Linked DNA regions of Solanum lycopersicum: region 1 is linked to region 2. Evidence: chromatin contacts called from public promoter capture Hi-C data. All regions are on one chromosome and are shown on one strand. The core of a region is the stretch at or near the end of the contact, and the rest is flanking DNA. Distances in the headings are between cores, read along the strand shown. Region 1 has its middle 13 kb from the start of LOC101263696. Region 2 holds the start of LOC101264921.

What was found. Promoter capture Hi-C pulls out the DNA fragments that hold promoters and counts their contacts.
Region 1: a contact with region 2 is called in a promoter capture Hi-C map of leaf, with 2.0 times the contacts expected there. The contact joins the enhancer-like site here to the promoter of LOC101264921 in region 2. A contact is called at or near these places in 1 of 1 promoter capture datasets (leaf), 4 of 8 Hi-C or Micro-C datasets (leaf and leaf mesophyll) and 1 of 1 datasets of contacts at active chromatin or transcription factors (leaf).

What each region holds. Positions count from the first base shown.
Region 1 is chr4:54,697,079-54,699,828 of SLM_r2.1, reverse strand. No RefSeq gene overlaps it. Among protein-coding and RNA genes, the nearest start is that of LOC101263696, 13 kb to the left of the region's middle. Within about 2 kb of position 1,493, at least 2 of the 2 cell types and tissues checked have open chromatin away from gene starts, as enhancers often do. A contact at or near this core is called in leaf, where this site is marked.
Region 2 is chr4:54,653,347-54,656,281 of SLM_r2.1, reverse strand. LOC101264921 reads right to left here and starts at 1,486. Exons shown (of 5, transcript XM_004237362.5): 1 at 1,229-1,486; 2 at 143-923; 3 at 1-24. The coding sequence starts at 896.

The DNA of each region.
Region 1 (2,750 bases), core at 244-2,743, 44 kb before region 2:
AATACACTAAAATAGAGAGAGAGGCAAGCGAGATAGGGAGGGAGGCAAACAAGATTCCATACGAATCACACTAGATACATATTCTGTATGTATCTAGTATGATTTGCTAGGAGAGTGGCAAGCGAGATTTGTTATGTATCTCAAATACATGTTAATCCACTTGTATATAATATATCTAAAGCAAATTGCATCTAATTTTGACCTCATGTATCCCGAGATATATGTATCCGGATGTATCTGAATGTATGTGGATGCACCAAAATCTGATAAGATACGTAATATTACAAACTAGACTAGAGTGTATCTAAACAATTTGTTAGTTTCTAAATTGATGTAATTTGTTTAAGTTTCCCTTATATTTTCCTAATTCATACAATTAGGATTGCATTAAAAGAAGCATCTAGGAACGCTAAACATGTGCAATCGTGCTTAAAGGCAAATGTTACGCCCTCCTTTTCCATTGTTGCATTATTAATGAACTTGCTAATTATAATTAAACAACATCCACTCGACCCTAGACTAAATTAAAAATATGTAAGGCTCCCTTAAAGTATTTATATTTTTTTGCTTGATACGACGTTAACATACCGTAACTGAGGATTACTTTTTGCACTTTTTAACCAACTAGCTTTTATATTAATGATTGATCAACTAATGTAATCATTCTCAAACTCGTTTTCTTATTAGTCTAATCGTCTTTAATTTATAGACGTGACAAGTTTTGGTTAGTGCACTAAGCAACTTGATTAGTATTTAATTTGGAAAAGGTTCCATATGTTTGGTATAATAGCAATATTATATATATGTAACACACGTATGATCAATTTAACCTAGACTTGACTTTATAGTGATGTTTTGATTTTTTTGGCAACTTCATCTATATTGACCCGTTTGTATCTTTATCTTGTTACTAATTTTTAAAGAGCGGTGGAACATGAGAGGGACCGAACCTTACCTCCACAAGATTTATTCTAGTCAATCTCTCCCATCGAGCACATGTAAAGCACAGTCAGATTGTTCACGCAGTAAGAAATTAAACGTCAGACGAATCATGAGTTTTCACGTGAAGAGATAAATATTTTTCATCTTTTAAAGAAAAAATGTAAGTTGCAAATAGTAAAGCATTGTGTAACTATTACGAACCGCGTGGTACAACAATTATTTTCCTTGTCTTATAAGATATATTAGTGCATCAAGAATTGAGAACAAGATTCCCAAAAAAATCTTCTCTTCGAATTAGTTTTAGTTTTTAAATCAAAATTTGTTTATGTGCGCTAATATTTGAATAGAAACATGTAACTTAGTCCTTTAATTGTATATTTAGTGGTAGTTTTTGAGTTTGATATTTAACTTTTTTTTTTTGGTTCTTTGCATGATATCCTTCATTTGAGTCCAATGGAATCTCCCTTCTGCGTTTTCGTTGGGCTAAGCCCAACTATCTTTTAGTCAGCCGCAACCAAGTCCAAAAAGGACGGATATATAAGAAAAGATACTGATATACCAAGGCCAAGAAGGACTAATATAAGAAAAGGAAGTTGATATACAAGTTTAAGGAAGCTGATATACAGATCCAACAAGCAAACAAATGGGCCAAAAGACCATAAAATTCCTTTAAGATAAGTCATCTTCCTAAATATGGTCGTTTGTGCCTTAACACAAATTACATTCGACTTTCTTCTAGTCGTGTGGTTTATTGTATAAAATCAAAAAAAGGATTTATCTCTCACATTATTTAGTTTTACTTTTTTCTAAAAATCAAGCAAGACAATTTTGTACCAAGTTATGTTTAAAGTTAGTTTCTTCTAAATTACTTCTTTTTAAAATAAATTATTCTATAAGTTATCAGATAATTGTGTTAGTTAAATCGATGGTAATCACATGTATGTGGACGTATTTAAGTGCATAAGATCTTCATAAAATATCATTTGAACCCATATCTAGATCATTGAAATTTTAAAAGATTATTCAATGGGAAAATTACCTATTCAAGAAAATATATATTACTTTATTATTGGTTATAGCTATAGTTTCTGAAAATTATAGCTCGCCTCTAACATTAAGTTACAATTACGAAGGGCGACTTTTCAGTTTTGTATCAAAGTGTACGCTCAATCCTTCCCTCTGTTCATATTTTCTTACCTTATTTTCTCCCTTTGATCCATCCCCCAAACAAACTATTTCAAACTTTAAAATTTTCTTTCTCAAATCGTGCTACGAGATTGTTAGGATTATGATTATGCAATTTTACTTTCTTTCTTCTTTTCTTAAATTTTGTATATTATAATTTGTATGAACTTTTAAAGTTCGGATCTACATGTGTACTCATTTTTTGTATATATGCTTTTTCTAATTGTATATCTCTGGTGTTTATGTTTGTATATATTATAACGAATTGTCTAGTATTATTATGATTATACATATAATTTATATTACATCGGAAAGGAAATCCCATTTTAGGTATTCGAATTGTATCTTATATATTTTTTGTTCTTGTTTTGGGATTTTATTTGAAATTGTATAATGTGTATTCCAATTTTATGATTTTCTGTGTCTTTGTATAAATTATATTGACTTGTTTTGGTTATACGATTTCAGAATTTATATTACTTAGGAAAATAAGGTTGATTCCGTGTATGGGCCCTTTTATGTATCCAAATTATATATTTGCAAATACTTTTGTCATTGTTTTGGAATTTTTGTTAGTGTATCAAACTTGTATAAATTCATAATTGTATTCTGTAATTCAAATT
Region 2 (2,935 bases), core at 237-2,736:
GTAGGTCTAACCATATATAAGCAGCTGATTATCACAGAACAAAGACAACTAAATAAGTACTCCACTAATATGAACTGAAACAAGACAGGATATAAGCTCATAAGAACATTAATCAATATAATGGTCTGCGAGATATTTATACCTTTGGTGCAAAAGGTACAAGAGCAAGCTTTGATTGACTCAATGCTAGCACTTAAACCTGAATTATCCTCACAAGCTTGTGTTCCGGTACATGTCTCAAGTTTAACTCTTGACTCCTGTGAATCTGGCAATCTTGCCAAGTCTACTGACCCAGACAGACTCATAACCAGATTATCAAGACCTTGTTCATCGGGGCCATTAGGAAACATATCTTCACTTTCAGTGTCCTCACTATCCTCGTTAATTCCACAACTCCGAGTAGCATCATGGTCATCAGTTCCAGACAATGCTGGTACTGGCACCCCAGTTACCACACCATCCATATCATTTATCACTGCAGAATTTTTCTTTGGAATTATTTCCCGATCATTGACAATTTCAATAGCACTCCCACAAGCATCATTGTTCTCCTTATCTCCGATTGTACTTTGGCAGATAGCAGTAGCTGAATCAACTCGCAACAAACTGGGATCCTGGTTGTCATTTGGTATATTTGAAATCCCTGATACAACATCCACCTTTGATGACTTAATCTTGCTACAAGGTCGAGGACCAACACAAACACGTTTTGCATTATCTCCGTCATCTACCAAAACAAATTTACCCCCTAGGTTTTCATTTCCCTTATCTACACACTTTAGACTTGAATTGCCCAAAAGTGAAGAAAATGGCCTCTTGTTTCCAAGCTGATTCGTTATATTTCTCAAAACAGGACGACTTTTATGACACCTTTCAACAGCATTATCTTCATCCATCCTGAAATCACTAATCCAACATGAACCCTACCAACAAAAACCAATCTTTAGCCCTAAAACACATAAATTTCAATTACCCAATTCTCGAATCTACTACAGATGATGAAAGAATCTTATATTTGATACAGACCAACAATAAAAATGAAAACTTGATAACCTAAACACATCTAATCAATACTAATCACAGAAGCATCAGCTACTGTACAAATTAAAAACCTAGAGAAATTTTGGGCAAATAAAAAAACTCAGAAGAACAACAATAGAAACAAAATTAACAAACTTTAATAGAAACTATAATGTACCAATCTTTAATCAGATTCTTGAAAACTGACCTTAAAACATAAAATCCAGCAAGATTGATAAAACCCAATGTACAGCGTTGAAATAAAAAGTTGAATCTTGAATTATATCAAAGCATCTCCATTGATAAAGGTGGATTCTTTTTCTCTTTGGTTACGGTGGATTTGCTACACAGAAATGAAAATGGTGCAAGTAAAAATTAAGTTTCAGCAAATTTGCGGGGCGGGAAATTGAATTTTGGTAAAATTAAGGGTCTTAAGTTTTTGGCCCGCCTTGTATGTTCAAAACCTACTAACTATGGGCGCGACTTTCTTACTTGGAGGGAAAATGATTGGGCCATTATTATGGTATAGCCCACTTTATATGGGCTAGAAATTCAGTTGAGTCATATAGCTATATGGCTGAATATATAGCATAAAATGGACCTAACTTGCCACTATTTGTTGAGAGTTTGGCAACATGTATTATATTATGGGGCAATCTACGTAAATTACACTATTTTAGGTTTTAATTGCTAAGATTTTTTATATTTGTAAATATTACTTTATTTATCATATTTCACGTTTAAAATATAGAGTCTGAATGTATGAGATATATGTATCTGTCAAAATTTTAAATTGAGATACATATTTTATGTTTAAATTAATTGGTTATAACTGATTTCCTTAATCAGAAGAGTAATTAAGGATTTTCATAATACATGTATAATTAATTTTGGAAATTTAAATCAAATCAAATCTCTTAACCAAGATTTGTTATGTGTGATCTCAAATTCATGTGAAACACACTAGATACATGTATTTATATGTATATGGTGTGATTCGCATGTATCTGGGATACCATATTAATAGAGGAAGTCAAGATTAGGAGCTTGGGGATTCACAAGTTATATGCATTTTTAATTTTTTTATACAATAATAGTGTCTATGAAAAAAGTTAGTGGGTTCGTCTGAACCCATGAACTCCCCCACCTAACTCGCCTCTAACAATATACTGACGAGAGGCAAGGAAGATGAGCGAAATTTATTATATACCCAATAATTTATTAGTTTAATTGTGGAAAACTTACCTAATATACAATAAATCAAAAATATTTACCATTTATAACAATAACATTTTTTTTACTTGATCACTTTTAAACATTTATAATACAATGTTAATTCATATCACAATGAACAATTTATTATTCACATATAATACAAGTTTTATTGATTAATTAATATATTTATCACTCATTTTAATACATTTATAATACAATGTGTCAACTTCTTACCAAACAAACATAAATAATATACTTCAAAAAACAATTATAATACATATACATTGCATACTTAATTCACTTTTAATACATATTGCAGATTTAATATAAGTATAATACATATATTGGACCCTAAACTTGATTTAAAATTTTAACTTTAACCTCCAACTTTTATAATGCACAAATAGGCACTTTAACTATACAACTTTTCAATAAATAAACACATGAGTCCTACATTACACAATACACATAGGACACCACACGTAGGACAAAAAATGACATGTTGGATGACATGTATGATATATGTGTCTATTTGTTCAATTTTATACAAGTTTAAGTGTCTATTTATGTATATTCAAAGTTAAAGGGCATAAATGTAATTTGAAATCAAGTTAAAGGGCACATTTATATATTATGCATTTAATATAATATTGCTATACATAATAATAAATAAAAAATAATCCGAAATTATTTATTAAAA